Regions from separate parts of the Triticum aestivum genome. Here region 2 is linked to region 1. The links are chromatin contacts, called in public Hi-C maps. All regions are on one chromosome and are shown on one strand. Each heading gives the region's core, a stretch centred on a gene start, on an enhancer-like site or on the middle of the called end of the contact. The rest is flanking DNA. Distances are from core to core; before and after follow the strand shown. Region 1 holds the start of LOC123059920 (exocyst complex component EXO70B1). Region 2 holds the start of LOC123059935 (protein RETICULATA-RELATED 6, chloroplastic).

Region 1 (5,955 bases), core at 2,489-4,988:
ATCAGTTAACTTACGGGTTTTATTTTTCCTTGTATGACACACGGCTTCACTCTGAAAATATTTGGTGTTCCTGTCACCCTCCTTGAGCCACATGATCCTAGATCTCTACAACCAAAGCATTTCCTCTTTGTATAACATCTCATTTAATTTATTCGAAACAATTCGAATCTCCTGCCTGTCTGCATTCATATTTATAAGTTCTTCAAGGCATGAGTGGGTCTTGTTAATCTCTCTCTTGATGTTGCCATTTTTTATTACTCCACTACCTTAGGGAAGACACAGTGTTGCGCAAGGCCTCACTCATGTTGCCTAGATTATCCATAACACTACAAGCATCCCATGATTTTTTGATCACCTACGACAGGCTTGCATTCGACTCCCAAAACATTCATACTGTCGAGACCGAGCGAAGGGACATGATCATCTGCTCCACCTCTTACCAACAAAGGTACATGGTCGGATGCACAGACTTTGGTTGAATAGATTTGCATTTGTACCTAAAAAATTCAACCAAAAATGTTCGCGCCAGCTAACTTTGGGTCCGCCACTGACTACTTCATCTAGGGGATGCTCACAACAACATAAGCATATATGCCTATGTGCTCCCTATGGTGGTATTAAAGTGCGTAAAAACATCTGTCTCATGGTTGTTGCACCATATTTCATAATGTTCCTATTTAAGCACAAAAAGACATACGAAATAGGATCATAGTTCACAAAGAAGCAACCATGCATCCTTAACTCTGAGAAAGCAGTAGAGCCCAATTGTTGCTATGTTCATAGTAGCATACACCACAAACATATATGCATTGCATTTAAATGGAATCATTGTTCCCGTGTTGTTGAAGCACACACATCATAGGACTTGGAAGCATCAGTCATGTGTTTCTACATCATGAAATAATAACATGATGGTTGGTTGGACGCAGATTCTTCTCCATCCTTGAGAGGGCGTCCATGACATCATGACAGAAATAGTCTATTTTCAACATTTTATATTTTTTCCATAGGCATGGAATACCTCACCTGAGTTGCTAGAGAATATAAGGGTGCCTTGTTTTGGGGCAAATCTGACACATGCCATCAGAGTAAAAAAAATCTACTTTTAAAATGATGTCACAACAATTAGTTTTTTTGCATCGTAGATGTTCCATATTCTGAAGCAGTGAATGTGAAAGAAAATTTTCAATTTATTTTTTGACATATAACCACATGACTAGGTCATTCTATTAGTGTGAAGAACTGACAATTATCAAAGAAAAAAATTGTGCCCCTATCAACATCATACTCACACACGCGAAAAATGTATTCCACTAGCACATAAGCAAATTCTCACTGCCGACGCCATGGAGCTTCAGTGCTTCCTCTGCATTTCCGCTTGCTATTTCATCAAACACCGACTTACTTTTATGTGAAATGGCGTGCTTCGTACTCTAGTTCACATAACAACCCGTGTATCAACTCTCCTTCGAAGCAAAATGTTTACTCGTTTCATCTTCAACTTAGTCTTATACAAGTAGCCTCAAAAGTTTAAGTCTGAATCTCGAGTAGTTTATAAATTTGTTGTGTCTCTCGAACACAAACTCTACCCCCAAGCATCCATCCGTAGTCCACTGCCCCAACCTCCGCGCCAATAATGCCCCTCCTCCATGCCACACCGTCATTTCCACCTTCGTGACTTTTCTCCTCTCAAACACTTTGCACATCCTGTCGCGCATGCCACGCCCGTGGCTTTCGCCTTTCTCAAGGCCACGTCGTTTTCACCATCCACTCATACCTCTGGCTTAACTCATTCGACTATCCGCCGCAAGTTACCCATCGTACATGAGCACTGCCACCACTCGAGCGCGACCTCATTCGTCCCGTGCCTACTACGAACCAGTAACGCCGATGACCAGTCCATGTGCTATTGTTCTCTACCGCAAGCAACATGATCACACACGACCACACAATCGACACTCTGCAAGGTGTCGGTCCTTAGGGAGACCAATTATGGAAGACCACATGCCTACCAATTACGGTCAACACTCCTTTCATTCAAATAGAGGAAACTATACATGGCTTGTACCAAATATTGACTTATTGGTTTCTATTCAATACATTCTCGTTTCTACTTGTTGTTGATGATGCAACTTGAGATGATGAATGCAAGTTCTTTCTCACGACGTGGTGCTCTAGAGAAGCTACACTGCCAACTTCACTCAGTGAGATCAAATCACATACATATGTACTACTTCATTCAAGGGGATGCTCACAACAATATAGGCATATATGCCCATGTGTTCAACAGTGGTATTGAAGTGCATTAAATTATCCGTCTCATGGTGGTTGCCCCATATCTCGTAAAGTTCCTATTTAAGCATGAGAAGACAGACCCAATATGATCATAGTTCACAAAGAAGCAGCCATGCATCCTTAAGGTCGAGAAAGGAGTAGAGCCCAACTGTTGCTAGGTTTGTAGTAGCATACACCACGTACATATATGCATTGCATTTACCTAGAACAATTGTTGTAGTGTTGTTAAAACACAAACATCATAGGACTTGGAAGCATCGGGATTTAGGACAATGTTGTCACAGGTTTCTACATCAGGTAACAACAACATGACTGCTAGTTGGGTGCATATTTTTGTCCATCTTGAAAAGATTCTAGTTTTCAAGATTCTAGATTTCTGTCATAATCATGGAACACCTCGGCGGAGTTGCTAGAGGAGATAAAGACTCCTTTGTTTTGGACAAGGCTGACATACGTAACCACAACGAGGCAGTCCCTTGCATCTACATTGATGTCACAACGGTTAGCCTGTTTCTATTTTAGGTGTATCCGATTTTCAAGCAGTGAATGTGAAACACAAATGTGACAATGATCAAATCAATCTATTGGTGTGAAACATAAACAATTACACCACCGTCAACAACATGCTCGCGCACATGACAACACATCATCGACATTTTCATTCCCAACGCCGTGGTGCGTCACCGCTTCCTTCACATTTTCGTCGGCTATCTCATCAAACACCGTCTTACTTTTCTCCGAGAGATGACGTGCCTCGTACTCTGATGCACTTAACAACCCATTCAGCAACTCTCCTTCGAAGCAAAACGTTTACTCGATTCATCTTCAACTTTGTCTCTGTACAAGTCGCCTCAAAGTTTAAGTTTGAATCTCTCTCCCCAACACAAAGTCTGCCCCCAAGCGTCCATGTATAGCTGGCCAAACGGGCCGGGCTAAACAGGCCGGCCCGCGAGCACACCGGCACGGCCCGCCATGGGCCAGGCACGGCACGGGCTAAACGGGCCGTGCCCGGCACGCGGCACGCCTTGGGCCGTGCCTGGGCCTGGAGCCTGGGCACGCGGGCCGGCACGGCACGGCCCGTTTAATTTTTTTTATATTTTTTAGATTTTTATATATATATATATATACCTAAAATACAGCCCAATAGGCCTAAAAATCAGCCCAGCAGGCTGAAAATGTGCAGCCCAGCGTGCTAAACGGGCCACCGGGCCGGCCCGTTTACTAATCAGGCCGTGCCTGGGCCAAGGAGCAGCGCCCGTGGGCCGGCACGGCACGGCCCGGCTATTAAACGTGCCATGGCGGGCCGTGCCGGGCCAGGCACGATTAGCACAGGCCGTGCCGTGCCGTGCCGGGCCGGCCCGTTTGGCCAGGTCTGCGTCCATGGTCCATCATCCTCCATAGTCCATCGGCCCGTACCTCCGCGTCAATCACGCCACTGCTCCACGCCACGCCGTCATTTCCACCTCGGTGACTTTTCTCCCCGTCGGCCACTTTGCACATCCTGTCGCGCATGCCACGGCCGCTGTCTTTCGCCTCCCTCGAGGCCACGCCGTTTTCACCATCCACTCGTCCCTCTCGCCGGGCTCATCCGACCGTCCGCCGCGAGTTACCCATCCCACGCGAGCACTGCCAGCCACCACTCGAGCCGAGCGCGGCCGCTTCCGTCCCGCGCCCACTACCAGTAAAGACGACGGCCAGTAGTCCACGCGCTGTCGTCCTCCGCCACAAGCAACCGCGTGCGAACGGAAGTCATCGCCTCACCCGCCGCAGTCCACAACCACCACCACCACCCGAAGCCGCGTGCGGGGAGCTGGAAACCTCGTCCAGATCGGAGCCAGCCGCAGACCCCCCGTGAGGACGCCGTCTTCCCGCGACCGACCCGCACACCCACCCACCCACGGGGCGCCGGCGATGGCGGAGGACGGCGAGGAGAAGCTGCTCGCGACGGTGCAGCACATCGTGCAGACGCTCGGGAGCAGCGACACCATGACGGAGGACATCCTCAAGGTCTTCTCCAACTACGACGGCCGCCTGTCGCTCGACAAGATCTACGCCGCGCGCGGCGCCGTGGCGGCCGCGGCGGGCGGCGGCGGGGGAGGTGGGGGCGGAGGGGAGCGCTCGATGCCGGCGTCGCCGCCGCTGCCCCCGCCGCCCGCGGCCGCCGTGCCGGGCTCCTCCGCGAGGCCGCCCGTCACCTCCATGGAGCGGACCGTGCGCACGCTCGACCGCCAGATCTCGCAGTTCGTCACCATGGACCGGCTGATCTGGGCCGACTCGGGCGACGCCGACGCCTTCCTCGAGGCCGTCGACGACCTCATCGGCACCGTGCAGGAGCTGGACGCCGCGGGGACCAACCGCGTGCTGCTCGACCGCGCCGACGAGCTGCTCAGCCGGTGCATGGCGCGGCTGGAGGACGAGTTCCGGGCGCTCATCGAGCGCCCCGACGAGGCGGCCCCCTCGGCGCCCGGCGGGTTCGCTTCCGACGGCAGCGACGACGAGGAGTTCTACGGCGGCGCGGACGGCTACGGCGACGAGCCCATCCCGATCGCCAAGCCCGTCACCGACTACGACGTCGTCATCGACGCGCTCTCGCCGGGCTCCATTGCCAACGTGCACCAGATCTCGCGCCGGATGGTGGACGCCGGCTTCGGCCGGGAGTGCGCCGAGGCCTACGCCGCCGCGCGGCGCGGCTTCGTCGACGAGAGCGTCGCGCGTCTCGGCGTCCGGCCGCGCACCGCCGAAGAGGTCCACGCCTCCCCCTGGGAGGAGCTGGAGTTCGACATCGCCCGCTGGATCCCAGCCTTCAACATGGTCTTCCGCATTCTGATCCCCAGCGAGCGCCGCCTATGCGACCGTGTCTTCGACGGTCTCGCCCCCTTCGGCGACCTCGCCTTTATTGCTGCCGTGCGCACTCAGGCGCTGCAGCTCATATCATTCGGCGACGCCATTTCTTCCTCCAGCCGCTCGCCGGAGCGCCTCTTCCGTGTGGTGGACATGTATGAGGCCGTGCGGGACATCCTCCCGGACCTTGACCCTGTGTTCTCGGACCCTTACTCCGCCGCACTCCGCGCAGAGGTCTCTGCAGTGTGCAACACCCTTGGTTCCTCAATCAAAGGTATATTCATGGAATTGGAAAATCTCATCCGCCGGGACCCTGCCCGGGTTGCCACACCTGGTGGTGGCATACACCCCATCACTCGGTATGTCATGAACTATCTCCGTGCTGCATGCGGTTCGCGGCAGACATTGGAAGAGGTGATGGAAGGCGACCTTGGTGCTGGCGGTAGAGCTTCTGCTGCCGTGGACCCTGACCGCCCCACGTCTTCACTTGCTGTGCACATCGCATGGATCATGGACGTTCTGCACAAGAATTTGGATGCAAAATCTAAGATTTACCGAGATCCCTCACTGGCTTGCATCTTCTTGATGAACAATGGCAAGTACATTATCCAGAAAGTGAATGACAGCGAGCTAGGTGTTCTACTCGGCGATGACTGGATCAAGCAGTTGTCAACTAGAGTGCGTCGCTGGAGCATGGATTATCAGCGTTCAACATGGGGCAAGGTTACAACTGTGCTGCAGATTGGTGGTTCTGGTGTTGGTGCACTCCCAGCCAAGGCAATGCTGCAGAAATTGCGGATGTTTAATACCTACTTTGAG
Region 2 (5,955 bases), core at 1,516-4,015, 400 kb before region 1:
AAGGAAATGTTTTGGCCACAGTTTTTTTTTTTACTAATAGAGATCTGACCATGACTGCTTTCATTAAATACCTGGGGTAAAGCTTCAGGCCTCCTGCCAGCAGCATTCATAACTCTAGCAATTTCGGCACGGTCAAAGCAATTTCTACTGCAAATTTTAGCCGCTGAATACCATAAGAAATCAGCAACTGGGATTTGACCTTCCCTCCTTATACTCTGTCTTTCAGGATCAAGTAGTACCACAACATGATCTTTCTTCGGCAACTTTTTAGATACTCTGGCAGGAACACCAGTTCCTCGTGACCCATATATAAGATGGCTTGCACCTGCCACAACAATTAGTATCCCTGGAGGATCTTTACCATTAAGTTCTTTCATAATTATCTGAGACATGGTATAATCATCAACTACCCTTGCTTGTGCTGATAAATATGAATTCGGACCAAAAGGAGAGTCACGAGTTGATGTAATATTCTCTATGAATGACCGGCCAGACCTAAAACCAGAAATGAAGCCAGAGCCTGCCGGAGGAGCATATTCCTTTCTTTCTGCTTTTGAAAGGCCTCCAATCCCCTCTGCTTGGACAGTTCTTTTCACCTACTCAATAAGGGAACGTTAAATTCTACTCATATTCATAGGTTAAGTAGTATGCACAACATAACAGTATGCAAGTTATATCATGGTTTTCGGAATTAGACTCATTGAATAATTTATGCCGAGTTGTCTAGGTACTCAATAGCGCCCATGCCTGCTAAAGCAGTTGCAGCAAGCTGCAGAAAAACTGTTCACAGGATGTGGCACAACAACTGCAATCTAAAGTATGGATATAAGATTAACACATAGGCATCAAGGAAAAACTTTGCAGGTGTCAGAAATTAGAAGAATTTGAATCGCTAGTGCACAATGGTATTGGTAATAAAATGTTACAAGTTCCTGCGAACTGTTGAATAGACAGTGAATAGATTATAAAAGCTATCAATCACCTGCAGTGGGGTTCCAGTAGCAACAAGCTTAATTCCCTTATCACGACAGAAATTTAGAAGAGGTTCATACTCCTTCCAACGCTCTGATGGCCAGTGCGACGTGTACAACTTTAAGATGCTGCCATCAATCCTACATAAAGCATAAGCTTGTAGAATGTTACAAAAAATGGAGTGCGGTCTCACTCAAGAATGCATATCATTTGTGGATAACAGATTCTTCAGGAAGATGAAATGTCCATCAGCATTGAAATCCTATAACTTTAATTGCGATAGAAACACTGCATTAACTGCACTGTTAAATACTCCCTCCGTTCGGAATTACTTGTCTCGGATATGGATGTATCTAGAACTAAAATACGTCTAGATACATCCATTTCTGCGACAAGTAATTCTGAACGGAGGGAGTAGAAACAGAGATGTAACTCATATAACTTCCATTATATTCTTATAGTAAAAATAAGATGTTAAGGAGCAAAAGATACATTGCCTATTCATCTAAGTGGACACCAGGTGTACTTCATCTATTGAAAATAAAACATTGTGAATAAATACAGATTCAATGGAACAGAGTAGCAACGTAGGAGGGTTAACGTACTAGCCTGGTAGTTATTTAATGCATTGCATGTCTCACAACAAATCAGAAAGGCACAGACATGTCCACAGCTCCACATCACTAATCAGCGCTCCAAGCGAAGATAGAGAAATCCCAAGCTCTATGTGTTACCCAAACTGATCTCAAGCACCAGAGTTTGAAAAAAGGTTTCCCTGTCAGTCTATGACTCTGGTGGTTCCAACTTCCAAGTGGCACTGTTGTTCAGGCCTGGCCCTTACAATCTTAACCACAGCTCTTGCTAGTCGCAGATTATGCCAACAGGATGGAAAATTAGAGAGATCAGAGTTCAATTCTATGAGCACCCCAATCTCCTAAGACAAAGAAATGTCAATGAACCATAATATGAACCCGTAATGTCCAACAAGCGTCAAGCAAACAGAACTAAAATTCCAGCGATTTCTCGACATGCGGTTGCAAGCAGGTGAACCATGTTCTTATCGGAAGCAATTCTCCGGATAACTTGATTAAAATTGTGTAAGGGGGTGCAGCGCACCTTCCGCGCATGAAGTCGTCGAGCTGCTGCTGGAGGTCGCAGGGGAAGGCCTCGAGCGCGAGGGACATGCGCCTCTGGGCGTCGGCGCAGCGGGCGGCGAGCTTGGTGACGATCTCGAGCTCGAGGACGCGGTCGTCGGGGTCGGGCACGAGCTCGGCCTCGCCGAGGTAGACGACCCTGGCGGCCGCCAGCTTGTCCCACACCCGGCCCTTGGCCTCCCTCCCCACCGCCTGCGGCTCCCCGATGACGGTCGCGTCGTACACCCTCGACACGGCCGACTCGTCGCCCTCGGGCTCCTTCTCCTTCGTCGGGGGCGGCGGGGCGGGGGCCGGAGACTCGGCGGGAGGCGATGGGGGGGACGCCTGGTCGTCGGCGGCAGCGGCGGGGGGCGCGCGAAGCACCGCGGAGGCGGCGGCGAGGGAGGGGATGAGGAGGAGGAAGTCACGGCGGGAGGATGCGGAAGCGGAGACGCTGCGGCGGGGGGAGGGGGCGGCGCCGGAGTTGAGGGGCTTGGTGCTGAGGCGGGAGCGGGGAGACGGGAGGAGCGGTTTGAAGGAGGCGGCGGCGTTTCTGAGCGGCGCGTGGGACATTTTCGGAGCTCCGCTTCGCCGGCAGCACCGCGGCCGCGGGGGCGGGGGAGCAACGATCTCTTGTGCTTAGACTAGTGAAACTCTTCTTCCCTTTGTGGTTGTGGTGATGGATAAACTCACTTAGATTTTGATTTGAATTTGTGTTCTGGCAATTTGGAGCTTTATTAATTTTTCAAATAAAACCATATGTCGGCAGCACTTTTCGCCTAAAATGTTTTAACTTGCGGGACTATTTTACAGGCAATTTTTGGGATTTCAATCAAAACTAGCAAAAAGAACTTAAATTTTGGTGACAAACTCAGTTGAATCTGTGACGCTGGTAGGATTTCAATGGTTGAACACTCCTCAGCCACATCATGTAAGCTTGGCACCAGGCCATCCACATCGACGCGATTCCTACTGGACATGCGCACAAGACGACGAGGGAAATACTTTTTTTTTGGAACGGAGGCAAAAGATTTGCCTCATCGATTAATTAAGCAGAAGAGAATTGAAATACTAGTAGGGCGGAGATACCACGCAACTCCCAAACTTGGCAATGGGTATGCAGAGAAGAATAAAAAAGTGCATGTGGGCAACTGTGGTCTCCAAATGCACATTTGGATAAGTAAAGATAGCCAGCCACACGCTCGCCAGCCAGCCCAGTCAGCAGTCGGCAGCGTGTGAAAGCTGGATTTGTTGTGTTTGCCACTGGCACGATGCAAACCAGATGCTACTCCTGTGCCACCAAACATTTCATCGTGGCAATAGAGAAAGATCGTGTGCTCCTGTTTCACCTCTCTTTTTTCTGTCCCTTGTCTATAACAAGACCGGGTAGCCGCAATAAATTATCGCGCAATTGTACAGATCTCAGGAGGAGGTTGCATCACAATGGCAAAACTGGAGAGAACAAAGGAAAGGTTGTGCCGGTGTTCAAGTCAGGGGCAAAATCCACTGCTATACTAGTACTGTACACCAAAGCTGCATGCCTGCATCAGTTGCTCCTGTTTGCGTATACTTTAGTTTCCTCTGCGACCTTTCCCCACATATTAGCAAAATGGTCCGAATATGAGACCTGCCAATTCATATCAAAGAGGTTATTTCTGTTCAACGACGCTGTTGCAGTTCCTGCCACACATTTCATGGTCAAAATTGTGCAGTACATTCATACCTGGTTTACAACATATCCTTTCAGCATCTCAATAAGATCCCGACGCCTATCCTTGTCAAATCTTTTAATTTCAGTCATGTTATTTTCCTGCATTCAATATAGAGAAGGTAAATGGCAGAAGGGCGAAATTATAATTCTTTCGGATGCAGCATGGTTCCAAAATTCAGTAACACACACTCCCAACATCCCAGAGGCCTGCAAAAAATTGATGTGCCAACTCCACACAAGAAATCAACCTCCACCCATTTTTCTAACTCAAAAAATGATCCTGCAGTTTGTACCATTGTCCGCATACCCTGAAAATACATGTTGAAACTCCAAAAAAGACGCACATACGTGATGATCCACTCCCAGGATCTTAGCACAAAGACAAAGACCACCCTCTGGGATCTCTTAAAGCAAAGCAATATGTTATCATAGAAAGCCTAGTATGCATACATAATCTACCTGATCAGTCATTTAAATTTTGGGAACTCTTAAAAAATTGAAGAGAATTATTTTTTTTTGCAGCAGCAATAGCTCAACTAACACATTATATGTGGATTAGCATGTACTCCCTCCGCTCCTAAATATTTGTCTTTTTAGAGACTACAAATGGACTACCACACACGGATGTATATAGACATATTTTAGAGTGTAGATTCACTTATTTTGCTCCGTATGTAGTCACTTTTTGAAATCTCTAGAAAGACAAATATTTAGGAACGGAGGGAGTACATAGTTTCACTAGCTAGAACTCGTCCCTCCTTTGTATTAATCCCAGCTGTAGCTATGCTTTCCTGCAGAATGTGTCAACCAGAAAAGGTAACAGAATATACTTATGGACAAACATAGTTCAACTACATGTTAGCCACCAACCTACATCATGGTGACGGTAATCCTAAATTTTGTTCTGATTTTCAAAGGCATAATATTGAAGGATAATGACTTGACTTGAACAAACTGCTTTTCTAGTTGGTATTTTGTATTCACAAACATAGCAGCAATGCCTCTTATAATGTTTAGAAGCTTCAAAAATATGCTACTCATGCCTAATATTATTCGATTATGTGTGCAGCTATCACAAGAATATTAATCTTTAGGACAATTATTCTAGCATGTACTACTATCTTGGTCAACAGACTTGGTTGAGGACGTGCGCCAGTTTTCATTAATAAACCATCCAATGAGAACATTTATCTTAAGCTTTTGTTTTCTTCTATATGATTTTCCATTTTTCCATATAACTTCATGCTCCATAAGTTTTCCAAAAGAACAATATCACTTCACAATTTTTGGCAGTTTACCTTAATACTTTCATATTCTCTAAGAGCTTGGTTTTTCACTCCTTCTCTTGTGCTTATTGTTTCTTTCAATCCCTCTATCTTCTGATACCTTGTCCATTCCTGCCCAATACCTCTTGATGATACAGATTCAAGTCTTCCTGCCCTAGTGTGCAAGAAAAACAGATCTGCTGACAGACTTTGCACATGTTGTAAAGCGTTTGAACGATCAGTAAACGCATGATTAACAGATATCATCATCTCCAAGTATTCATGGATAGTATCCTGCATACCCATAAATATTTCACTGTTATGATAAAATACATACGAAATTCTAAGATACAATACTCCCTCACTGTGCCCAAATAGATAACGTATAAATTGAGTCAAAAACTCAATGTCTTCTAAGTTAGACCAAACATATATACAAAAATATGAAGATAAACAATACCAAATTAATATCAATATATCCACCATTAGATATACTTTCATATATATTTATTGAATGTTGTAGTTGTTGATAGTTTCTTCCATATATTTGGTCGAACTTGGAAATAATTAACTTCTTAACTGAATTTATACGCCACCTATTTAGGGACAGAGGGAGTATTCATGTCTATTTGAGTTTGTGGCATATGCACATACCAGCTGTTGTACAACTTCAGAATTTAATTTTGCCTGAGATCTGCTGAACTTGACAACAGAATTTGCAAAATGTTGGATAACACCAGCCCGTCTTCTCTCGGAATTACATGTTGCCTGCTCCCTTTCAAATTTTGCCAGTTTAATCAATGTCATTCCCAAATGAGCTGTCGTTGTTCGAAGATCATCCTGAGCTTTAACAAGTGATTCCGCCTATATAAAA

Evidence for each region. Hi-C and Micro-C count contacts between places; a contact is called where the count stands out from the background.
Region 2: a contact with region 1 is called in a Hi-C map of leaf, with 8 times the contacts expected there. The contact joins the promoter of LOC123059935 here to the promoter of LOC123059920 in region 1. A contact is called at or near these places in 3 of 5 Hi-C or Micro-C datasets (leaf and an unstated tissue) and 1 of 1 datasets of contacts at active chromatin or transcription factors (leaf).

What each region holds. Positions count from the first base shown.
Region 1 is chr1A:494,347,654-494,353,608 of IWGSC CS RefSeq v2.1, reverse strand. It overlaps LOC123059920 (exocyst complex component EXO70B1), which reads left to right and starts at 3,738. Exons shown (of 1, transcript XM_044482478.1): 1 at 3,738-5,955. The coding sequence starts at 4,207.
Region 2 is chr1A:494,743,226-494,749,180 of IWGSC CS RefSeq v2.1, reverse strand. LOC123059935 (protein RETICULATA-RELATED 6, chloroplastic) reads right to left here and starts at 2,765. Exons shown (of 7, transcript XM_044482490.1): 1 at 2,089-2,765; 2 at 983-1,112; 3 at 72-596. The coding sequence starts at 2,678. It overlaps LOC123059936 (sorting nexin 2B), which reads right to left. Exons shown (of 5, transcript XM_044482491.1): 2 at 5,736-5,945; 3 at 5,115-5,375; 4 at 3,829-3,915; 5 at 3,218-3,732. The coding sequence ends at 3,652.